3 separate regions of the Sus scrofa genome follow, and all the other regions are linked to region 2. A link is a contact called in public HiChIP or PLAC-seq data. All regions are on one chromosome and are shown on one strand. Each heading gives the region's core, a stretch centred on a gene start, on an enhancer-like site or on the middle of the called end of the contact. The rest is flanking DNA. Distances are from core to core; before and after follow the strand shown.

Evidence for each region. HiChIP or PLAC-seq counts read pairs in DNA pulled down with a chosen protein or histone mark.
Region 1: a contact with region 2 is called in an H3K27ac HiChIP or PLAC-seq map of skeletal muscle. The contact joins the enhancer-like site here to the promoter of CCDC110 in region 2. A contact is called at or near these places in 11 of 47 Hi-C or Micro-C datasets (liver, mesenteric adipose tissue, omental adipose tissue and 3 more) and 1 of 2 datasets of contacts at active chromatin or transcription factors (skeletal muscle).
Region 3: a contact with region 2 is called in an H3K27ac HiChIP or PLAC-seq map of skeletal muscle. The contact joins the enhancer-like site here to the promoter of CCDC110 in region 2. A contact is called at or near these places in 1 of 5 promoter capture datasets (liver), 18 of 47 Hi-C or Micro-C datasets (alveolar macrophages, brain, embryonic fibroblasts and 10 more) and 1 of 2 datasets of contacts at active chromatin or transcription factors (skeletal muscle).

What each region holds. Positions count from the first base shown.
Region 1 is chr15:46,614,063-46,617,742 of Sscrofa11.1, reverse strand. SORBS2 (sorbin and SH3 domain-containing protein 2) reads left to right here. Exons shown (of 22, transcript XM_021075572.1): 16 at 115-161. Among named protein-coding and RNA genes, the nearest start is that of PDLIM3, 69 kb to the right of the region's middle. Within about 2 kb of position 2,117, at least 6 of the 83 cell types and tissues checked have an H3K27ac peak or open chromatin away from gene starts, as enhancers often do. A contact at or near this core is called in skeletal muscle, where this site is marked.
Region 2 is chr15:46,501,710-46,505,705 of Sscrofa11.1, reverse strand. CCDC110 (coiled-coil domain-containing protein 110) reads left to right here and starts at 2,030. Exons shown (of 7, transcript XM_021075584.1): 1 at 2,030-2,300. The coding sequence starts at 2,291. It also overlaps a transcript of C15H4orf47 not described here.
Region 3 is chr15:46,595,981-46,599,979 of Sscrofa11.1, reverse strand. All of the region lies in intron 19 of SORBS2 (sorbin and SH3 domain-containing protein 2), which reads left to right. It also overlaps a transcript of C15H4orf47 not described here. Among named protein-coding and RNA genes, the nearest start is that of PDLIM3, 51 kb to the right of the region's middle. Within about 2 kb of position 2,424, at least 7 of the 83 cell types and tissues checked have an H3K27ac peak or open chromatin away from gene starts, as enhancers often do. A contact at or near this core is called in omental adipose tissue and skeletal muscle, where this site is marked.

The sequences.
Region 1 (3,680 bases), core at 868-3,367, 110 kb before region 2:
TTTACATTGTATATGCATAGTCATTCCTTGAGATTGCATTTCTTTTAATTCACGTGAAACTGCTTTTTATAGAAAATCCAAATTTTACGTTAGTACCGTTTCCTTCCTTTTCAGAAATTGCCTGCAAAAGCTGTTTACGATTTTAAGGCCCAGACATCCAAGTAAGTGAAATAAGTATTCATCATATGATTTAAGTTGACTTTAAATACATTACTAATACTTTATAAGATAAATATTGCAATGGGATGTGTTACAAATAAGATCTAATTTCCAATTCAGCAATCTACTCTAATTAAATGGTTCCTTCTGAATTAACTGGGATGTGTGTAATTTTACTTTCATTTTAAGTTTAGCTGAGAAACATTGAATTTTAAATTATATTAAACATGTTGATAGAGAACAATGAGTTCAAAAGGATATGAAAAACAAAACAAATTTAAGGATCTTTGTTTCTAGAATTTTTGTGTCAAGAATGAAGTAAAAATAAAGTGTTTGGGAATAATTAATACTAACTGGGGGGATTTGATAACATTTATTCAACTGTTTCAAGGATAGTTTGTGGGTAAAGACTAGAACTGTATACAAAGACTCCTATAGGAAAATCTCCAATTCTCAATACTCTCAAGATTCTGAGCAAAGTTCTATCCTGTGGTCTTTTGATACCAGTGTTTCCATACTCCTGCGTTGTAATTTTTTTTTTTTTTTTTTTTTTTTTAGTCTTTGGTCTTTGATCTTTTTTAGGGCTGCATCCACGGCATATGGAGGTTCCCAGGTTAGGGGTCAAATTGGAGCCGTAGCTGCCTGCCTATGCCACAGCCACAGCAATGCAGAATCTGAGCCACATCTGCAACCTACACCACAGCTCAAGGCAACACCATATTTTTAACGCACTAACGAGGCCAGGGATCAAACCTGCATCTTCATGGATACTAGTTGGGTTCATTAACCACTGAGCCAGGATGGAAACTCCTGTTGTGATTTTTTTTTAACTTTTTGCCTTAGGAACTTGTTCATCAGATGGCATGTGATTGAGGAAGGCTAGTACCAAGCACGTGAGGTTTAAATAGGAGGGAGTCTTTCAGCTCTGTCAAGACCCATGTTGCAGACCTTATTTAAGAAGCTTTAGTTTCCATTAGAATTCAAGATATTGGCACTAAATTACACTGTGTTGTTTAGGCTGAATATATATCATATAAACTCAAATATTTATCCACAAAAATGCATATTATATGAATTAATAGTTATAGAATCTGTCTCTGAAAGAAGAAATAAAGAATGTAAGAAATAAAACCACTCAGAATTTGGTAATACTGCTGAGACAGGGACTAAACTAAATAAGAAACTGCTATTTAGAAGTGAAGATGATGAACATGGCTTAAATCTGGGGGTGAAAAACATTCTGAAGGAAAGGTTACATCTTTTTTGATGAGATGAGTAACATCTGCTGTTTCTAACTACACTCTGGTCTTGTGTATGGTGCAATAATTTGTACCAGGCATGTCCGTTTTATAAAATAACAACGTAAAACATATAAATTTCATTTCTTCTTTGTGACAGTCAATTGAAAGTGTCCTTAGATGTGTGAAGCCCTGAGGAATGATGGGGCATATTAAAATATGCCCAGGGCTCACAAGCTTTTGGAGAAACCTTAATTAGAAACAAGCATTGAAAGAAAGATGAGGTACATTGCAGGGGAAAGGTGTTTGTGGTAATGATTATGTCACTGGCTTTTGTTTGACCCAAGTGCCAAGCCCCTCACCCTCCCCTAAGGCCACGTCCTCGTCATGAATGCCTGGAGTTGGCAAATGTTCAGGGAAACCAGACCTCCCTCACACTACCCCTGGGAGTGTAGACAGCACAGCCTTTCTGAAGAGTTGTCTATACCACCCCCACCTTTCACCAAGGTCTCCCTCAACCAACAAAATCTAATTGTAAAAGGCTTCAGAGAAGTGGATTGAATAATCACCCATGGAAGCCATCCTATAATTTTAGTAAGAAAAAATTATTTCCCTCATACTATGAATAAATTTATCTGATTGCAGCTTAACCACATTCCTCTTGTTGTGTTCTCAGGAGAGGCAAAGAGTGGCTGTTCATTACCCCCAGTGTAGTTATCCATTTGACACAAAACCAAAGTTGTGGATGACTCATGAAGCTTTTTTTAAAAAAGGCTCACACACCCAGACAGCACGGAAAGTTACAGGAAGATCAGCCACATTTTAAAGTCATTTCAATCATTGTCTAGATATAAAGGTTAGCGGACATTTGGTCCTGTCTAAAACATCCAGAAGACATTTGGTCCCTGCCAAAAAGTCCTTGAAATTTGGTCCTATCCAATATGGGCATATTCGGTCCCTGCCAAATGGTTTTGGACAGGACCAAATATCAAGGGCCTTTTGGCATGGACTGAATTTCTTATGGACATTTTGGACAGGACCAAATGTCCTGCAAGAGATGTGAGTGCTTTTTGTGCCTAACACCGCACAAACAAGGGACACATATCTCTGTTTTAAATAATTATCTGTTTTAAAAGCTATTTTTCGGAGTTCCCTTCATGACTCAGCGGTTAACAAACCCGACTAGGATCCATGAGGATGCGGGTTCAATCCCTGGCCTCACTCAGTGGTTTAAGGATCCAGCATTGCTGTGTGGTAAGCCGGCAGCTGTAGCCCTGATTTGACCCCTATCCTGGGAACTTCCATATGTCATGGGTGCACCTCTGAAAGCAAGCAAACAAACAAAAACTATTTTTCTGTACCTAACATAGGAAAGTTTAATTTTAAAAAATACAGCTAAGTCACTCACCAACCATAACATCTTAATCGTTAGAGAAGAAATAATGGTAAAGTGCTATTCCCAAAGGTTGTTAATGGTCACTATTTGAAAGTAGTGGGGGTTAGCAGTGGAGCAAACCTATCAAAATTAGACTCTCAGAGATTCTAGCTCTGAGATGAGAGAGATACAACCTTGAAAATTGGAGAGTAAGAGCACTGTCCTTCTTCTACATGACTTCAAAAATTTAAACACAAAGTATTTGCACATAGGAAGGATTTCGTGTTTAAAAGAAAAATACTAGTTTTTTCTTGTTTATTTTTTTTAAAAGGCTAGGTTTGCTAGTCTCATTTCCAGAAACAAACATACCTGTTGTAGGGAGTTCCCATTGTGGCGCAGCCAAATCCAACTAGCATCCATGAGGATTCAGGTTCCATTCCTGGCCTCACTCAGTGAGTTAAGGATCTGGTGTTACCGTGCGCTGTGGTGTAGGTCACAGATGCAGCTCGGATCCCACATTGCTATAGCTGTGGCATAGGCCAGCAGCTACAGCTCTGATTTGACCTCTAGCCTGGGAACTTCCATATGCCATGGGTGAGGCTCTAAAAAGCAAAAAATAATAATAATAATAAATTTTTTTTAATTTAAAAAAACATAACTGGTATAATTAAAACTGTTGCATTGTAAATACTAAATTCTGGGTTTTGTTTGCTACATCAGGCATTTGCATAAATGAGGGAAGTACTGTATTTGAATATACAGCTCTGTGAATCTTCTTTGTTTTTAGGGTTACTGAACATTTAGCATGCTTTTTTTCTTTCTTTCTTTCTTTCTTTTTTTTTTTTTCCTTTGCTTTTTAGGGCCATACCCACGGCACATGGAAGTTCCCAAGCTAGGGGTCAAATCAA
Region 2 (3,996 bases), core at 781-3,280:
CAACCCATGCCCATGCTCTATTCCTCAAGTTCTCTTTCCAACTTATTTTTCCCACCCAGCCTTTCTGAATCTCCGACTCGTCTCAGCCTGCAAGCATGCTCAAGTACTCCACACCATCCTAAAAATATCTCTTTCCCTAACATCTATTCCTTCTCAGGCTATCCTGATATTTCTCTGTCTATCCCTTAGCACACTAGACTTCATACAGGTACATCAACTCACGTTCTCAGAATCCCCATTATACTGATGTTAATAAGTCCCCTTAAAGCAGCAATCAAATTCCTAAGAGCCAAAGCTAGTGGCTATTCTTAGTGATTTGTGGGGTTCCATCTCCTATATAGACAAAATTAGGTTAAAACTAATTCTATAAGAAACATAGAGGAAGCCTGCTGTGGATATGCATTTGCACCAAGCCTTTGAGCTGTCAAAGGCCCACTACCCATCCAAGACTTCCTAAGTCACCAACACAGTGCTTCTCTGACTAAAGCACTGACCTTATGATAACTGCCCAAATTTGTTATATTTTAGGAGTGGTTTGGTTACTTTTTCACACTACTACAGATCTCAGCTATGATTAATGATAGCCTTGTGATCTCAGATTTTTAAAAAGATCTTCTGAAGCTAAAAAACAACAAAGTATTTTAGTCTGGTAATAAATTGCTAAGAATAGATTTGACTAGCTTGTTTTTGTGCAAGCTCTTGAATTTGTTCCAGATTCTTGAATCTGCAGCTGTTAGTCAACAGGTGAAAATGGGTTCTCTAAGAGGAGCCACTAGAAGATTCTGAAATATTGTGACTCACAGATTAAAAAAAAAAAAAAAAAAAAAAAAAAAAAAAACTGGCAGTACAGATTTTAATTCCAACTTTTAGCAATGAAGCTCACAATAAAAAATAAAGCAGACATTTTCAGGGAAGTTGTTGGACTGCCAACAACTACGGAAAGAGAAAGCATATCTGACAGGAAATGTGCCCCCATCTATCTAACATGAAGGCAAATGAAACAGAAAACCTCTCCACAATGAGAAAGTAGTACAGGTGATGTGTGACACCATGGCAGGAAATAAGAACTTCCAGTTCCAGCATTAATAATTTATACCTCCTCTATACTTTTGGAAAATTTAGATGAAATATTATCCTAGTTCATAAAACCATAACTTATGGGTCTTAAATTTTGAATTTTCAATTATTTTATATTCTATCTGTAATGGTTGTTCTCACAAGATTAAATAATATATACTCATTTAAAGCTTTTACTTAAAGAACTCTATTTAAGTTTTGACTGACACATCATGCCAACCAGTTCTCAGCTGAACAAGCTCCAGCTTTCAGCACAACATCCATCTTTTGGCAGGCAGTTTATCCAAGTGTATAGGAAATCAGCATGTTCTACAAATGAAGATCTATTCTGCGACAGCTCTAATGTGTGTGTACTTTTTGTTTGTTTGTTTGTCTTTTTGCCTTTTCTAGGGCCGCTCTCGCGGCATATGGAGATTCCCAGGCTAGGGGTCTAATCGGAGCTGTAGCCACCGACCTATGCCAGAGGCACAGCAACACCAGATCCAAGCCATGTCTGCAACCTACACCACAGCTCACGGCAATGCCGGATCCTTAACCCACTGAGCGAGACCAGGGATGGAACCCACAACCTCATGGTTCCTAGTCAGATCATTAACCACTGCACCACGACGGGAACTCCGTTTGTGTACATTTCAAGTTATCTTAAGCTCATTACTGGAAAGAGGGGTCTTCTTTTAAGCACAGCAAACATAAGTCCTTTCACAATATTGGTCTAGGACCCTTTGAACCCCCAATCGCTGAAACTAATCGGAGGGATGCATTGAAACAAGAACAGAATAAAACAACGAAATGGCGATCAGACAAGGGGAGGTTCCTGGGGGGTTGTGTGTCCCCAAACATTCCCCTCTCTCCACACAGCTTCGGTCTAACAGATACTGTGTTAATCAAGAGTCTGCTCACGATGAAGTTCTGGGTCAGCAGGGGAGACGAAAGGGGAGGGGAGAAACGTCCTAATGAACTTGCCTCTGGGTTTGGGGGGCAAAGCAAAGCTGGGACCTTCCCACCGCGCAGCTCTAGCAGGGCGAACATCAGGTACTCGGACCCGCGACTTCAACTCGCAACTTCTTCCTCCCCCATCCCCCACCCAGGCGCGGGCCACTGCCGCTCGAGGAGTCCCGGCCACCACGTTACCAAGCAACAGGCTGCCAGAAGCAACTGAGCAGAATGCCAGGGGTTAGGGAAGTCGGTTGGGAAGAGAGCCTGAGCAACAGAAATGAGCCCAGGTAAGAGCCAGGCCGGGAGCCGGCCCTTGGGGGGACGGTCTAGGAAGTGGACCGGTGGTAGTGGAGGGCGCCGCCTCCCCAGCCGCCTCTCCCTCCACACGGGTCCTGTCCGGAGAGCGAATCTTCCAGACTCGCTGCACAGCTCGCTCACCCCGGGACGGAAAGCACCGCCTCCCTCCCCCAGCCCGCCTGGCTTTGGTCTGGGAGCCACCAGTCCCGCCGCCCCAGCGTGGCTCCAGCGCGCCCTCCGGTGGCGGCTCAGGGCTCCCGCGTCCCGAATCCCCAGGCCTTGCCTCTTCTCCCAACAGAAAAGCATCCTGAGGAAGAGGATGAGGTGGCCTGCGTTCTCCTTTCAGCGTCCAAGATCCTAAATTCCTCTGAAGGGGTAAAGGAAAATGGTGGCAGTGAAAAAGGTAAAACCTTCCAGGTCAAGGCTCGGATGGCAGTGAAGTTTCTGCCTTTTACTACAGGCAGCCAGTACATTGCCTAAATCCACTGCCCACCTGGTGTAGTTCCACTAACTACTCATATAATAATAAACTAACACCGCTATCTGGCATTTACTTTGTGCCAGATATTGTTCTAAACACTTTAATCTATCAACTTATCTAATCTTCACAACCCTATGAAGTCAGTCTACCATTTTCCTCCTATTACAAGTGGGGAAACAGGCACAGAGAGGTTGTTTTATATATATATATATATAGTTATATACAAAAGTAAAATTATATATATATATATAACTATGTATATAACTGGGTTATTTTTCTGTACAGCAGAAATTGACAGAACATTGTAAATCAACTATAATTAAGAAAAAATTAAAGGAAAAAAGACCCAAATGTTAAATAATAGATTGAAACACAGCTGAGCGTCCTATTTTGTTAAAAAAAAGAAAAATTAAGTTTTTTTTTTTTTAAAAGAGCTGCAGTTTTTAAGCTCCATAGAAATCATGAATAAGATGTGTGTAAATACCCAGCCAGGAGGGATCTGAGAACACTGAAGTTGAAGTCTCATTCCCTGGAAAGAAGCCTTAGGAGGCTACATACCTCAGAGGGGGCTGGTGTTCAGCATGACACTCCAGGGGAGTAGCAGAGTACTGTGGGCAGAAGGTGACATCTAAACTGATGGGCCAGGTTGCGATCTGACAGTTGCTCACAGCCCATAGGGGACATGCAGGTGACCCAGATGCAGAGGTGCCAGGAAAAGCAGTGAGGTGGAGACCTGAGGTCAGCACAGGATTTGCCACCTTCCCAAATCCAGGACCTTCATATAGGTCTTGTCAAGGGCCCCAAAAGAAGGGCTGGAGCAGCTACACCCTCACAGATAAGACACAAGACAACTGGAGGCCCAGGGACCACCAGGATGAGCCACACCTTAGTGGAGGCCAGCAGGACAGTGTGCTGACCACCCCCTCTCCAATCTTGTGAGCCCCACCGGTGTCCCTGTGCAATAGGAGGGTAATGGAAAGCTCCAGCTGGGGAGAAAGTCCTCCCAGAGAGTTTAGACACTGAGACAACTCAGCACTTCAGAGAGCATTTAAGGTCAGAAGAAACTGAGGGACATTAATTTAGCAAGACCATGTGATTGTTCTGGAACCTAAGCAGGATGAAAAGCCCTAGAGAAAAACGCCAGCATTCATAGAAGTTACATGCAAAATTTGCTTGTGTAAGAGTTCCGGTCTTCCGTGCTAGAG
Region 3 (3,999 bases), core at 1,175-3,674, 94 kb before region 2:
GAATTCTGACCTGGGAAATTCCACATGCCCCAGGTGTGGCAAATGAAAGAAAGGAAGGAGGGGAAGGAGGGAGGAAGGAAAGCAGGGAAGAAAAGAAGGAAGGAAAGAAAGGAAATGACCCACCAATGATGAGTTATGAAGTCAGATCAACAGAGTCTTTGGGCAATGTGCTTCCCTTTTATATGTGTGCATAGTTTTCCCAGATCCAAAAAGAACGTCCCAGTTCTCCTCTGTACAAATAAGGCTGTGGTGTATATTGTCTTCCACATCCATCTTGTGCTTCTATGAAAATGTTCTCTGTAAATCACTGCTTTCCCGTGACTATATTTAGCGCAAAGAATAAAGCTATGGCCGATCACATACTGAACCCACACCCTTCCAGTGATATCTGCTTCTGTGCTGTTCAGTTTATATGGATTTTTTTTAATCCATCATCCTTGTTGTAAAATACCTTGTTGCTCTCGTGCATTCACTCCATGACCTTTTCAAGCCAGTGCTGCTTCTCTGGACTTAGGTATTCCCAGTCTCTTGGCAGCTTTGATTGAACTCAAAGGTCAGATTACTTTCCCTTTAACTACATAGTTCTACAGCATTGACAGCACTTGAAAATAAATGGATTCTAAACAGTACCATCAATTCTGAGGACAACAGCCAAGGAGTTTGCGAATTTTCATCTCTGCATAAGTCAGTCCTTTCCCATTTCTATACTTTCTTTTTTCTTAGAGTGTAGTTGATTTGCAGTACTGCGTCAATTTCTGCTGTACAGCATTGTGACTCGGTCATACATATGTATATACCTTCTTTTTCTCATACTATGTCCCATCATGTTGTGTCCCAGGAGACTGGACATAGTTCCCTATGCTGAACCCATTTCTATTCTGTTGGCCCCTAGTTTAACTTTACATGCTCCATTACATGACCACGGTTCTGTAGCTTTTAAGGGCTTGATGGTGAAGATTTCCTTTCCCACTTTTTAAAAATGTAGATATATCTATGAGTTTAGTTCATTTTTGAGCTTTTTGCTTTGTATAATAAGACCTGGTTTTGTTTCTGAGGCAGAGATTTGTGTTGCCATAGAGAATGTGGACTGTTGATTGGGGAGATTTTTAGACTTCATGTAAGGATTTTCCAAAGCCAAAGAAAAAGCTTCTTCCAGAATTCATATGGATGATCCATCCATAAGTTTCCTGTGGCTCAGTGTGATGGTTTGCTCTGGGTCACCTTAAGTTTATTTCTTTGTCAGATTTTTACATTACAACCCTATATGTTCTATCACATGTGTTTGTGTGGAACATAAATATTCTACATTCTCTAGATTTAGGAAAAGTTGTATTTTAATTTATAAAATACTTTAAATATTTAAAATAATTGTGTAATGTAAGAGAGAAAAATAAGTCTACGAATATAAGCATGGTCCTATTTTTAGGAGAACTTCATCTAATTATGGATGGCAAGTACTACACCTAACATTTTCTGGAAAAAAAAATAATAGCTTAAGAACTCCAGAATTGCTTACAGCTCTTTCAAAGATATTTCCACATCAGCATTTAAAATAATGTTCAATCTTTACCTAAGAGATACCTAATCCTCCAGATTCCTCAGCAGAAGCATGGAGAAGTAGACAAGTTTTAGAGAGACCGTACCTCACCGTCTGGGCTAGAAAAGTATATATTTTACTGCTACCAGAGATTCTAGGATATTTCAAACCAGCTTCCTTATGACAATGGTTTGTGTTTGGTTCTGGCTTTGAAAGTTAGTGTGTGTTTGAAACCTGTCTTGGAGTTGCTGTCATGGCTCAGTGGTTAACAAACACAACTAGTATCCATGAGGACATGGGTTCAATCCCTGCCCTCGCTCAGTGGGTTAAGGATCCCGCGTTGCTATGGCTGTGGTGTAGGGTGCCAGCTACAGCTCTGATTTGACCCCTAGCCTGGGAACCTCCATATGCCCTTGGTGTGGCCCTAAAAAGACAAAAGACCAAAAAAAATTTTAAATAAAAATAAAACCTGTCTCATTTGTATTTGCTTTTGACAACACTAAAAAGTAGCTACACTAAAAGAGACAGGAAAAAAAAGACTGTTACATTGCGAAGGAAAAAGTTAAATATTTAGTATTCTATAAAAACAGCATAATGTTTTATTGGATTTTCTAATTTTTATTGTAGTCTTAAGACTCATTAAGGAAATATAAATATGACATAATTCACTCTCAAAATTTCCAGCATAGTGACTGTAACCTGTTAACTGCAAAATCATCTTCTTAAATTCACAGCTCACATGGGCTTCTCTGAATGCGACTCATGTATCTTGTTCTATATTTATCACAAAACTGCTAAGAAGTTATATGAGTAATAGAAATGCCTGAGCAGATAGTGAAAATACAAATGAACACAGAGCAAAAATAATGGTAGCTAAAGAGTGATCCTTTCTCAAGACTCTAAAACATGGGATAGGAAGAACATAGTCAGAAAAACAGATGAGTAGCCACTCCACATCCCTCTGTGTCTTTAAAATATCCTTTCAAAATGAAGCCAGGCTGAAGGAATTTGGTGAGAACTGTCCAAAGGCATAAACGTTTAACATGTTGCTACCATTATTCACCAATAGGTGGCATCAAAGTGCAGATACTTTACAGGTCTTTGCCTCAAGGTTTGTGCCCAAAGTTAAAATGCCAGGAGGGGGAAAGGCAAAAGACAGCCTCATAAGACAATTAGTCAGAGTATCCACACAGAACATACAGACTTGCCTGAAAGAAAGAAATTAATTTAAGCCTACACCATCTGTTCACCATAGTAATATTTTATGCAATAAAAGTGAGAGTCAAAATTATAATTCTGTCCCTCCTTACCTATTTGTGATATTAAGAAATTATCTTTGGGTTTTGGTTTACCGACCTGGAAAAAAATGAAGTTTAATTGTTGTTTAAAAATTGTTTTTACACGACTGAGACACTTGGGAACTAAACAGTGTCAGTTGTCACAGCTCTCTGACAACTGAATGGGTAAGGTTGATGACAGCACCTTTGTAAAACAGAGGAAATATAGCTATGGAAATCCATTCCTTTATGGATTCCCTTAGGGGAACAAGTTCTAAACCACTATATTGTCCAACTCCTTGATTTTAGAGATAAGAAAGCTGAGGTGCATATCCAAGGTTATATAGTTACTGCCAACACCAGAAAGACACAAACATGCCCTCATAAATATCTATGCTGCTTATTCCACTATTGACCAAATACTTTTCACATCAATTAATTCACCTACTAACAGGTCATCCTTCGTCAAAACTGGACCCTAGTTACCCTCATTCACATGGAGATGATTCCCATTAAAGGGAACATCAGAAAAGTTCTAAACCTCTCTGTTATTATAGATATGCAACTTCTCTGCTAATAAAAGTTGTGATAAATCCTGGCCTGAGTATGTTAGCAGTAGACAAAACTGGTAGTTCATAAAAAGGAGGGAGTGAATCCTTTTAAAGCATATGAAGGAAGTATTAAGGAAAATTGGTTTAAAAAAAAAAAAAAAAAAAAAAGGATGTTACTGGCTGACATACCCAGGAACACAAGTTCTTAGGACAGAGGCCAGTAGAATTAAGGGAGTCACATACTTCTGGTAATAGCCCAGTTTTCATATTTGTCAAGGGAGGGTTCATCTAAATGATTTTCGAGATGAGATGAATTAAAGGAATTAAACTGGTAGAATTGTAATGACAGTAACGAAAAAGTGCTATATGGGTTTATAAGTAGATTGTTTTATATTGATGAACAATCTGATCTTTAAAGTAATATTCACATTTTAACATAAGGGAACAATGAAATAAGATCAACTAGTTTTACCAAACACTGGATGCCACAATGTAAAAGTGAAACTTTCGCTTGACTCAAAAATATTAGAAATGTTTAAATATGTGGAAATAGGCATACCATTTTTAGAGCACAATGAAACATTTTACAAAACATTTTCTCAAGGAAAGAACAAATAATATTTTATTTATAACT